Linked DNA regions of Sus scrofa: region 2 is linked to region 1. A link is a contact called in public Hi-C data. All regions are on one chromosome and are shown on one strand. The core of a region is the stretch at or near the end of the contact, and the rest is flanking DNA. Distances in the headings are between cores, read along the strand shown.

Region 1 (6,445 bases), core at 1,284-3,783:
ATTCCAGACGTAGAAATCAGCTCTTCCGACAGTCTTAGAGGCCGAGCATTTTACCCTTGGGTGTGACATTCGGATGGGATCTGGTCTTGCCCTTTAGACTGGGGACAGTCAGGCTCAGGGACCCTAACAGGACCTTCCCAAGGTCACGTGGGCCCAGGCAGCCCAGGCTGGAACCCAGACTTCAGAGTTCCCGACCCATTGTTCTTGTCATCGTACAGTGTGGCCTTGCATTTCAAGGACTAGCAAATAGTCAAGTCTGGCAATGCACCCCCCTTCATTTTTGTTTGAGAGGTTAAAAAAAAAAAAAAACAAAAACAGAATGAAATGATGTCATAAATAAGTCTCTTCTAAGCGGTCAGCATTTATCTCCTCCCACACCTTTTTATTTATGTATATATATATATATACACACACACACACACACACACGCATATATATGGTTTTTTTCCAGCGGGTGTATTCCCAAGGCTAAGAACTAAAGGAACAGATTGCCTCGCCCCTCATGACTCTGCCCTGGTGGTGGATCATTAATGGTGTAGAAAATGAGGGCAGTGGCAGGCAGTCCTGGGTGGGGTGCGTGCCTCTTTAAGAGATTTATGTGGAGGTCTGAACTGGGGAGACAGCGCAGTGGTACATCATCATGCAGGCGACATCAGAGACTTTCTTCTTCGCTTGGGTGCATTATCATAAAAAGTGATTTAGACTGGAGCTGATTGATGCAAATGGCCCTATGTTCTTTCCTATCATTAGCGGCCTCTTTCAGTGGCCAGAGGCAGTGATTAAAGCTGTCATTTGGAGCTGCTCATTAAAGACAAGCCCCAGAATAGCAAGAGGAAAAGAGGTTGGAGAGGCATATAGACATATATCTGTATGTACGTCTATGTGTGTGTGCATGCCTTTTTTTCTCCTGCCTTACATGTGCGTCATCCCTTTCCAGATTGAACCACTGAAATCAAGGCTGTAGGGATGTTTCCTCCCAGAATATAGAGAGCTCTTTGGCAAGTCATATTAGATTTTCGGGAGTGTCACAGTAGATGCTGATGACAGCTTGCCTACATATTATGAAAGGAGATGAGGAGGGCATTGTGTTAGGTGTGTTTTGTTAGAGATTGACCCTGGTGAGAACTCATTAAGTCTCCCTCCTCCCAGGCTGGGGACTTCAGAGGCGGGCCACAGGAGAGCGGAGGGGAGGGTTGCCGGGGGGGTTTGGCCTCGATGAGTCCCATTGTGACAGTGGTGACCCCAGGGATGGAGAGGAGGAGGCCGACAGGGAGGGGGCTCTTGGCGGAGCCCAGAGGATCTAGATGCCGGCATGTCAGTCGCAGAGGGGGGGCGGTACCAGTAGGCCCCCCAAACAGGAGGGGAAGGGAAGAGAGGGAACAAAGCAGAGACCCATGCACGTAAGGAGCAAGATGAAGCTCAAGGAGCGTGCTCTCTGGCTCCTCGGAGTGGTCCTGTCCGGGTGACGTGGCTGGTTAATCACCCTTGTCGTAAAACCAGGCTTGAAGGGGCGCCTGCCTGTGGTTCCAAAAGCATGAATTCACATCCAGGGACAGGCTGGTTTTTGATTGGTGTCCACGTGGTACCGACAGGTGACGGAAACTCCTCAAAGGCTTTTTGCCCAGGCTCCAAATGAGCGACGTTCCACCCAAGGCGACACTGGGAAGGTGGGTGGCGGGCTGAATTAGAGGAACTGGGGACTTGGACGTGAAACTAGGGAAGAGGGTGCCTTTGATGCTTGAAACAAACTAGTTCCGGGTCAGAGACACCCCTGGCTAGAGAGGCTATGCATCCGCCCTGGCCAGCTGATGAATTACTGCCAAGCCCCCTACCAAACTTTTGCAGAAGCCAGTCTACAGGGCTCCTCGGAGATCCCTCTGGGAGGAAAAAAAATAAGAAATGATCTATTTAATTTCTCAGTCTAATGAACTGGTCTTATGCATAAAAATTTAAATTACCTTTTTTCTTCCTTTTTTTTTTTTTTTAAGCAAGTGGAGACCAGCATCAGTTCTGCCACCACCACGGTCTCCATGACAACTTCTTGGTGGTGGCGGCTCATGTGACTTCACAGTCACAGGCCCTTGAAATGAGGCAGAGGAAAGTTTGAGTTTCTCTTTTGTCGCTGAGTGGACTCCAGGGGCTCCCGGGAAGGTGCTTAGCGGAGGTGGCGGGGTGGTAATTTATGGCATCGACAGCGGGGAGTAGGGACGGCTGACACCAGCCCCCCAGGCTCCAGGCGGGGACCGAACTGTGTGACAGAGAGCCCTGCCTGGTCAGGTTCCTAGCCAGCTGTTGGCTTCGAAGGTGTGGCCTTTGTCCTCTTCTCGGGCACGTGCCCTGTGGTGCTGGCCTTCTCAGCCCGGGTCTGGCGCATCAGAGCCCATTAGGACTGATCAGGGCTGCATCAGGGCTGCGAGGTTTCTCTCCTCGGGGAGCCAGCAGCACAACTGAACAAAGTCCCTGGTAATCTGTGCTTACAGCCTCCCCCACCCCAGGGAGAGGGCCCGGCCAGCTGGCGCTCTCACGCTCAGCACACTTACTTCCCCTGGCAGCCTGACTGCCTGGCACGGGCCCAGAGGCCAGCCAGCTCCAGGGCCGCCTGCACCAGCACCCGGGGCCACCCAGCTCCAGATCACATGCATCATGCTTGGTGCACTGCCTTCCAGCCTGGACGCTGGCTGAACGCACAGCTGAGACATGGCAGCTCCAGGCCACCAGGCTGGCTCTCCAGAAATAAAAAAAAACCTGGGTGCTGGGTGGGGAACCACGGCTGGCCAGTTCCACTAGGGATTCACACAGAACCGCTTTCCCCTTGTCTGTTTTCCCAGCCTCTAGGTGGGTGACCCAAGGAAATGCCTCGACGGGTTCAGTCCCCTGTAGTTGAAAGTTGTCCATCTGCCTTGGATGATGGGATGTGGGGTGTGGGTGGCAGGGGTGCGGGGTGGAGTAGGGAGACGTGGGGATCTTGGCTGTGTATGTACACGTTAGAAAATAAATACCTGGAGGGGAAAAAAGTCACTAGGCAGAAACCTCTTGGGTCTCACTTTCCCAGTACATTCATTGCTAGATACAACCTTGACTGAAGCAAGAATTCCCTCACTGGAACCAGAATCCTGCAGCAAGAGGGCAGGGTCCTGAGAGCCCTTGGGGGAGCAGTTCCTTCAGCCCTGCTCCCTGAGGGGCACAAAGATGCTAGAGTTTCTCACTGACATGGCTTAGGACATTTTAGGATCTTCCTGCCCAGCCTACAAAAACTACGCCCTGCAATGTTCGTGGCTTTTTTTTAAGGAGGAACCTGTGAAAAACATCTCTTCGACACAGGGGTCATCCAGACCCTAACATGTGTGTGGCCCCAACTTGGCATAAGTGGAGGTCAACTAGGCTGTTTTAATCAGGTATACAGTTGTCCTGATAAGAGATTGGGGACAAAGCCAAAAGGCAGTGTTCTTAAAGTTTAATTTTACCAGGTTTTTAATGGAGGTTTTCCCCAGAAAGGAAAAGAAGGAAAGTCCAGATGAAGTGACTTCTGTCCATCTTCTTCAGACTTTTCCCTGCTCTGTTCCTCTGCATCCACCAAGAACGGTAGCGATAATGGCCAACCTTTGGCAGGCGCGTTCTCTGTGCCAGACACTGCGCTGCACTCTTGACTCGGTGTCTCATGTCATCCGAAGCCAGCACAGCCTCAGCCCCATTCGGCAGGTGAGGACCCTGGGCTCAGCTTTCTCAGCATCATATCAGCACCACTGGGAGCACGCAGGGGCCGCACCCACTGTCTGGGCTGACGCTCACACTCTTACCCATGACTGATGAGGGAGGCACCCTTTGGCTGGGATAGCCAGTGGGGCCGGTGTGGCTGCCGGGTCCACATGGGGACTCGTGGAGATCGGGGAGGCTGCAGCCTTAAGCTCGCGTTTATGATGGGATGACCTGATGACCCTAAGCTCCACAAGGGGAAGGGCACATCTGGTTTCGCATCCCATTGAGTCCCTCGCACACTCTGTGTGCTCAGTATATGGTTGCCACATGAAAACATGAACAAGCAAGTGATCAAGGGTAGAATCGAAAGTCTTTAGCATAAGTAAACATGCTTTCTGAACCCAAAGATAGTCTCCTCGAACTAGGGTCTAAGATGAAAGAAACCTGAACATGTTTTGAGGTTGAGCTGTAGGAATGATTGGAGAGGGAATATGGGATTATTGATGGAACGAGCTCCCAGAGGAGGTCTTAAGGGATGGGGTTAAGAACAGAGAAGAATTTTCATTAGTGGAAGGAGCATACTTCCTCCTTAGAGACCAGAGGTGAAGAGAGAGAGAGGGGAAAAAAAGGATCCAGTGGCAGTCTAGGCCTTGGTAGAGCTTAGGAGTGCATTCGGCTGCAAGTAGTGGAGCGCTTGACCGGCAGCCTAAAACAATGAAGGATTTATCTTTCTCACCTGGTTGTAAGGATGCTCAGCTAGGCGGGCCCTGTCATTGCTTCAGTGGCTCAGCCATACCAACCAACACCTTCAAGGCTGCCTCGGCCTTTTTCTCATGGCCACACTCTGGCTGTTGCAGCTCCTGCATTCAAGGAAAAGCAGAGCCCTTTTTTATCTGCAAAGCAGAAGCATCCCTGCCAACTTCTGCTTTGATCTCTCTTGGGGTGAGGTCTACTTTTCCGGAAGTTTATGTCCTGTTCTTTGCTGTCTGCTGTCTCCACACCCTTCCTCCGGAGAAAGTGAAGCATCACATGTAACACAGAGGATTTTCCTCCGTCAAAGCAGCTGCCTGTGTCCACTCTCTCGATGAAGACGACTGCCTTTCTGGTTCAGATCTCCAGAAGATGTTGGGCCTCTAAGAACTTGGAAAATGAGGGAAACAAACTGAAGGCAAAAGGATCGTGACGCCCCTAAGGATTGTGACGCGCCGTCAGAGGAAGCGCAGAGATAAACGGGTTTACATGCTTTCCGGCCGCTCAGAGCAGCCTCTGGAGAAGCCAGGCACTTGCCCTGTGCTTTGCTGCCTCTCTGGGCAAGTCCCCTTCCCCCAGGAGGCTGTTGAGGGAGGGGGCCTGGCAGTCCTCCGAGGATGCTCTCAGCTCTTGACTTCCTCGCTAACCTTCCGTGATTCCAGCAGCCCTGAGGGCCCACAGAGGTGGTCCTGGCCCTGCTCCAGCAGCCTCTCCCTGGAGGGGTCGGCCTCCTGGGTCTTACTGAGCGTCTCAGTTTCTTCCTTCCTTCTCCCCTGACCCTCATTAACCAGGAGGAGAAACCAGTTCCAAAAAGGCCTGTTTCCCCCATATTGTCTGTTGCATATCCGCAGAGCACGCTGTGCCCTATTAAGAATTAAACTGCGATCACTAAACTCATCTCATCTGCGCCAGGGGCCTTGTTCAAAACCTGCTTTCCCAGCAAAGCGGGGCCAGTGGATGCGCACGCCCACCCCCCAGGCTCGGTGGAGTGGTTCTCATCTATTTTTAATGCCTTTGGCGAGGGACAGAGACAGGGAGAGAGAAGGAAAGACGGGGAGAGAGAGAGAGAGAGAGAGTGCGCGCACATGAGCGAGAAAAAAAGGAAAACACAAAAGAAGAACAAGAGTGGAAGGAAGGCGCTAACAGCCGCGCTGCGTTTTGTTAGAACACGGGCGCTGCCTTTATCAGCGGCACCGCGGAGAGCGGGGTTTGATCCTGTTCTCCGCTGGGATGGAAACGGCTTTATTGTGCCTCTTCTAACATCTCTCGGTTCGATCAGAACAGTGCGCCGTGTGTGTGTGTGTGTGTGTGTGTGTGTGTGTGTGCGTACACACCGTGTGTATCTGCCTCAGGACAATCTCCTGCTTGGGAAACACCCCATTTTCAAAGCCTCGCCGATCAGGTGGACTCCAGGCTTTCTTCTAAAGGCCAGATGCAGAGAACACCAGGCTTGCTGGGGCTCTTCTTTTCTAGCACACGTTTTTTTCCCCCCTTGCCCTGACTTGGATCAGCGGGATTCACTCCTGTCAAACAAATTACAGCATCTATGAAATGGGGGTATCGACATGTGTGACTTGATCTGTTTTAATAGGGACCCTGTGGGAGTTTCCTCCCTGCCCCACTGAGCTTTGTGTTCTTTCTGGAATGGCAGACAGGGCGCTGGAGGATGCTGGGGGCTTTAACCCTTCGCTGACAGCAGGTTGCCAGCCTCCCGTGTGCTATAGCTGCTGCCTTTTTGTCCCTGGCCCATTGTCTGGGGAGTGCCTGCAGCCTGCCAGATACTTCATGCTTATTATCTCACAGGAGATAAGCTCACCCCAGGAGGAGGAAGACAGAGCTGTGTTTTGAACCAGATCTTTTGATTTCCTCTCTCCCCTCTTCCCTCTAAAATAATTAGAAGAAGTGCTGGTCAACGTTTAAAAAAAAAAAAAAAAGCCAAGAAGGGGGAAAAATAATATTGTGTAACCCTGGCATTCTGCTTTGAAGAGGTTATTGTCCT
Region 2 (6,212 bases), core at 2,022-4,521, 78 kb after region 1:
TCCTAGGCCTGGGAAGTTCTGATTGCCATAGGCACAGCCATAAAGAAAAAATAATAATAATTCTTGATTCTTGCAAGTCAGATCTCTGACCAGGATCCAGTTACCCAGTGTGTGGATGTTCCTTTTGTCTTGTCTTCCTTCTTTCTACTTCTGGTGCTGGCTGTAGCTACTCCCTTCCAATTTTGACATTGGTTCCCTCCCTTCCAGAAAGGAGAGGGAAGAGAGAAGCTTGGAACCCAATTAGAATGGACTCATTGGTGTGTCTGGTGAGAGGCTGAGGAATGAAGTGGCGATGCGACTGTGCCAGGGCAAGGGGCGCCGGTGGGGTGCAGGGGGCCTGCATATGGATGCTGGGGTGCAGAGGCCCTGTCTGCGGCTTCTCCAGAAGCTAATCTCTTGGCGGTTCTGCATTCCTCTTGATTACAGATAATCAAGATACAGAGACGCCTGCAGATCTGTCCCAGGCTTTCATCTGAGGTCTAATCCCTGATAATCAGAGATGACAATCCAATGTGCTGCGTGGCAGGTGTCAGCAGTGCTGCCTGATGAAAGCCCTTGGAGGGCTAAGTGGTTGTTTGAGCTGGTCACCTAAGTTGCCCACACTTTTGTGCGTCTCAGTTTATCCTGTAGGGGACCTGGCAATTTCTTCCCTGTAATATTGATTTTATTAGCAAACAAGACAAGAAAACTGTCCCATTTTGATTGCTCGGAAACATTTTAATGTCTTTTCTTGAAAAGGTAATGTTTGCCTTTGAGCTATGTTGGTATCGTAGAAACAGCTTCAGAATCAATGCCCGCTGGCTTCTTGAGGGCTTTGGCAGGTTTTTCGTGTGTGTTTGTTTGTTTTTGCTTTTTTAGGGTGGCACCTGTGGCATATGGAAGTGCCTAGGCTAGGGGTCAAATCCACAGCCACAGCAACACAGGATCTGAGTCATGTCTGTGACCTACACCACAGCTCACAGCCACGCTAGAGTCTTAACCCACTGAGTGAGGCCAGGGATTGAACCCGTGTCCTCATGGATACTAGTTGGGTTCGTTACGGCTGAGCCATGACAAGAACTCTTTTTGGCTGTTTTTGAGACAGCTCTTAAGCAACTGGAAAATCCAGCTCCAAATTCACACTTTCCAAGGCACCTTTTCTTTGGATTTCTTTGGGAGTCAGGGTAGAGAAAAATCTGTTACCTATCTTTAAAAAAAAAAAAAAAATTGGTAGAAACACCCCACAGTGCTACCATTTGGGTTGGGGGAGGTGTTGTGAAACTAGAGAGAGAGTGCCTCTTACTTCTGAAATTAATTGTATTTGGAAGTTGGAGAAGAATTATGCCATACGGCAGGCACCCACTTTTTTTCCCTGGAGAGGTTTTCTCGAGAGGGCCGTGAAATCAAGCAGAGATGGATGTTCAACTTCAAAGAGGTGAGGAATGGACATTGCTGCTTGAAACCAGTCTCCATGTCATTTGTATGTGATGTACATCTCTCCCAGCCCTGTCCCTTTTTCCTCTTTCCCAGTAGCACTCCAGGTGACCGTGGCACTGAAGGGAAATCAGGAGCTCTCACCCACTGGCTCTACCCTAGAACCCTCCCAGTTGCAACCTAGGTCTCTGCTGGCCTGTTTGCCCTGTGCTGAGAAAACCTCAGCAACCTTTCCTATGCACCAAGGAGGGACCCTGCCAAGCTGCAGATGGGGAATGAAAACTCCAGATGTTTGCGGGGGGGGGGGTGTCTCCTTGCCCCCAGGTATGGCCTGGTACTCTTGCAGGGCCTCTGTGGTTGGGGTAGTAGCGTAAGGAGGCCAGAATTCTGGCCAGGGGCCCACCAGACTGGACAGAAGGGAGCTTTGGCGCTCTGGTTGCCCGTGTGTTGCTCAGGGGCATCCACTAGGGGCCAAGTTTGTGGTCATTGAGCACCTCCGCCCTCCCCGCCACCCCTTTCGGGCAGGCGCTACACAGGGCGCTAGAGAACACATGACGGTAAATGTTAGGATGATAGTAATTGTGCATTCAGTGAGGCTGTGGCTTTGCTTTAATCCTTTCCCTGCATCTGGCGGTCACAACCAGCGCCACATTTGTGGATGGAAGGTGTATAAATGACAGTGGATTTGAGGACTAAGGGGAGGGGCACTTGTAACGGCCACTTCATGCGCTGGTATCCTTGAGCCGCTGTGTTCAGCCTTTGACCAGGCGGGGATAAGGTTGGATTAAGTACTTTCTTCGAATACTAGACTCTGGCTGCGCACCCCCCCCCCGCCTCCATTTTCAACAATGTACTTATTGAACACCTACTATGTGCCAGGTGGTTTCCATAACTTACTTTCTCATTTCTCATCACAACTACCCTGAGAGCTGGCTCTCTGCAGATGTGACTGGCCTAGTGGCAATACAGCCCCAGCCTGTGGGCCTAGTGGCCTTTCCCTGCCGCGGCGCAGTCGTGGAAGCCGCAGCTGCGGGGAGGACACGGCAGTGCCCGCCGCGCCCGCCCGCCGGGAAGGCGGCCGTGGGGACCTCGGGCCCGAGCCGCGGGGGTGGGAGGGGGAAGCGACAGCTGTCGAGGCCGAGCCCGGGGACTGCGCCCCCGCGGGGCCGACCCGGCGCCGGGGCCGAGAGGAGGGGCGGCGAGGGGCGGGGCGCGCGGGGCGGGACGGAGGAGGGGCGGCGGCACCGGCGGCTCGGGCTCGGCGCGCCGAGGAAGTCCCGCTCCGAGAGCTGCGAGCGTCTGGAGGAGGCGCGCTCGGCGCAGTCGGGGAGCGAAGTCCGGAGCGAGGGGCCCCTGTGCCGCCGCCGCCCCCTCCCGCCACCCGTCCAGCCAGGGAACCCGCGGCGCCGGCGGCCGATGGAGTTTACTTGAGCGGCGAGCCGGCGGGAGAGGCAGGCGCCCGCGAGCGGAGCGCGGGCCGGAGCCGAGCCAGCCCTAGGCGCTGCCCGTCCGCCCGCGAGCTCCGGCCGGGAGGCGCCGCCGGCCCCGCGTAGCCCGCCCGGCGCCCCGGCCGCTGCAGCGCCGCCCGCGCCGCGCGCCAGTGAGATCGGCTCCGAATAAAGACTCCCAGAGCGTCTCCTCCAGCGCCGCGGCGGTGGCGGCGGGACCGGGACCGGGACTGGTCGGCCCGCGGTGCTGCTGGAGAGGCGGGAGCGGCAGTCGGGGAGCCCGAGGCGGCCGCCGGGGAGAAGCCGCCGCCGCCGCCGCCGCCGCCGCCGCGCGCCCTCCTCCTCCTCCTCCCTCTCCCTCCTCCCCTCCGCACATGGTCTCCTTTGTCCTGTCGCCGCCGCCGCCTCGCTCTTAGCTCCGCGCGCCGCGGCCGCGGCTCGGGCCGCTCCTCTCCGCCTCGCCCGCTCGCCGGCCCGCCCGGGACGCCCCTCCGGTCCCCGCCGTGCCCCGCGGCCCCGCGCGCCGCCGGAGCCGCCCGGAGGCAGCGGGCGAGCGCCGGCTGGGCGCTCCCTCCCGGCCGCCCGCCCGTCGCCGCCGCCCGCTTGGCCTCGGCCGCGCTGGATGTGTGCAGGCGCTGGCGCTCGGCCGCCCCGGAGCTGCCGCCCGTACGGATTTGGTTGGCGTGCCTCCGCTTTCAGACTTTCACCTGGAAAGGAGAGACTCGCGCGGACGGAGCCCGGTCGGAGTTGGGCGTTTTCTCTTCGTGTGTTTGGCTGGCTTTCCCCCTGGTCTCTGACGATCCCCCATCGTGAGCCTTGCTCTGGAACCAAACCATGAACTTGGGGCTGACAGGACTGCTTAACCCTTTACGACCAGGTAATGCAGCCCCGGGGGCGCGGCTCCCTCGCTTGCCGCCGGTGGTCGGGAGGGAGCGGCGGGCCGGGGGTCTTTTGTTGCGGCGGCCGGGCCGGCGGGCAGGGGTGGCAGGGGCGAGCTCCTCGCGTCTGGCGCGCCCGAACCCCCCGCCGCCACCCCTCCTCCCTCCCGCCGCCCGCCCTCCCTCCGCGGCCCGGTCGCCCGCCTTTGTACTTTCCTCCCCTGGCCCGCCGGGCTCCGGCGGGGAGCGGCGGCGCGAGCGGCCGGAGCTACGCGGTCGTGCCCGGGGACCGGAGCCGCCCCGAGGGGCTGCGCCTGCCTCCGGCCGGGGCCTGGCACCCGCTCGGGCTAGAGCTCTGGGCGCTGCGCTCGCTACCGGTGCCGGGGGTAGCGCTTCCCCGCGCAGAGGTCGGGATCCTGGCCCGCACGCGCGGTGCCCAGGGAAGCGAAAGGAGAGCTGGGCTGGGATCGCGGCCGCTGGGCAAAGAACTCGCACCCAAGTTTCGGGGAGGTTTCTCTTTTCTGGTTGCAAAGCCCCTCCGGGTGCGGGTGCGGGTGCGGAGGGCCGTCCGCGGGGTCCGCGAGCGAAGGGAATGAAGGTGGACCTTTAACAGGAGAGGCTGCGTCCCACCCCTGTCTGCTCCTCCGAAGGCTTTTATTCGTTTTCCTCATTCTCCGTGTTCCTTCCTTCAATCTCTTTGACTTATTTAACTTTTCTTTAAACACCAACTACGGCGTCTAGCAATTTTTCAGTATTAACCCCCCCCCCATAAAAAACAGCCAAGAGGGAGCTTTGTTTTTCTATCCTTTCTAGATGCAGCCACTTCACGCCCTCACTCTCCGAAACCGAGCGAGGGGGATGAAACGAAATGGCGAGCAAAACCTGAAGTCGTTAGTATGTAGAGGTGCCCCCGTGGTAAAAAAATAAAGGAGAGGAGAGGATCTGCTCGCTAGCTAAGTCTCGGCTCGGCACGTTTCCATTAGCCGAACTGCTGATTATAAAGGGGGGGGGCAGGAAAATGTTCCAGGTAATGTAAGGAATTGCAGACTTTTTCCTAAAAACAGTGAAAAAGAAAACATCCCAAAGATTAAGATCCAGAGAACCACAAATTTGTTCAAATGCTTTCAAGCGCAAGTAGAATCTGAAAGTTCAGGGAGAAAAAGCTGAGAATGTTCTCGTAGTTCCTGCTTCAGACTCGGGCTGAGAAGCTCTTTTCTGACTTTTCAGGACAGTGGTCCGCCATGGTTGGAACCACCTGGGCGGCAGAAAGAAATGCTGCAGCTCATTTTATGATTAGCCTGAGCCCGCTGCCCTCGTTTCTTCTGGGTGTTTTTACATGGAGGCCTTTTTGAGACCCCCTGCCTCCTTCCCAGTTGCAAGGCATGTATCAGAAAATTAAAGGGCTGGAAGAGCTTTTATTAGCATACTCCCAGGTCGCCGTAAATATTCTGTCGGATTTATTTCCTTAATAATTTACTGGCTGGCATCATAATAATCACCTCCTCTAAGTTTGCTTCAGACATAAGGATCACTTGACTGGCTACTTGAGAATATGGTGTGGAGGCCAAAGAACTGACAAGGGTGGCAGCCCCAACCAAGGAGGTTGTGTAGGGGCGTGCAAGACAGCCAAAGGGCCTCTTCCTAGCCAGCTTCTGTCCTATTTCATCTCTCTCTCTTTCTCACACACACACACCCCAAGTGCAAATAAAAGCTGGATGGGGAACCTTTTCCTCTGCTTCCCCGTGCTTTCTGTATTGTGGGTACAGTGCTTTGTTTCCACATTTCTTTGGGCCAGTTAGACTCATTTTAATAGGTAGTTCCCAAATCTGCAAGAGTTATTTCAGTTTGGTGTAGAATGATTTAACTAACAGCCTTTTTCCTTAAAAAAATAATCCACTGCCATTTAAGCTGTGACTGTAACGTCGCCATTCCAATGTGAACAATTTGAAAAAGGACACTTTTTCACTGAAGAACAGTGAACTGCTCTTATCTCCAAGTTTTCAGCTGGGAAACTCGTGTTCCTAGAAATCTCACTATAACATTACAATACAGCAACGCTATTCCTATAATTTTTGCTTTCACACCTACATATTCTCGATGTCTTTAAGGCATGTCTTGTTTCCCCCTTCCATGCAACAGTTTTTTTGGCCATTTGTTTTTATGAAAACATACTACCATATACAATTTATATCATCAGGTTTAAAATGTCATGAAGGCCCTCAGCGTATTTTATATTCATGCAAAACAAAAGGAAACATCTATCTAGGATTTATTTTCTTTTATTTTAAACTGCTTATGTATAAATGTATACAGTTCAACACTTGTTTTGCACATACATTCATTTTTTCTTGATCTATGTATTAGTCGTGGGAACCACCCTTACAGTAGGAAGATGAGACTTGAAATAAAGGGGACATAGTGGTAATGACAGTATTGTATGTCGTTCTGTGTCACCTGCAGTGAGAACTGGAAC

The links. Hi-C and Micro-C count contacts between places; a contact is called where the count stands out from the background.
Region 2: a Hi-C map of liver shows a contact between it and region 1, with 4 times the contacts expected there. The contact joins two enhancer-like sites. A contact is called at or near these places in 4 of 47 Hi-C or Micro-C datasets (heart right ventricle, liver and skeletal muscle).

Annotation. Positions count from the first base shown.
Region 1 is chr3:14,620,763-14,627,207 of Sscrofa11.1, forward strand. All of the region lies in intron 5 of AUTS2 (AUTS2, activator of transcription and developmental regulator), which reads left to right. Among named protein-coding and RNA genes, the nearest start is that of GALNT17, 400 kb to the right of the region's middle. Within about 2 kb of position 2,534, at least 8 of the 83 cell types and tissues checked have an H3K27ac peak or open chromatin away from gene starts, as enhancers often do. A contact at or near this core is called in liver, where this site is marked.
Region 2 is chr3:14,698,425-14,704,636 of Sscrofa11.1, forward strand. All of the region lies in intron 5 of AUTS2 (AUTS2, activator of transcription and developmental regulator), which reads left to right. Among named protein-coding and RNA genes, the nearest start is that of GALNT17, 320 kb to the right of the region's middle. Within about 2 kb of position 3,272, at least 47 of the 83 cell types and tissues checked have an H3K27ac peak or open chromatin away from gene starts, as enhancers often do. A contact at or near this core is called in liver, where this site is marked.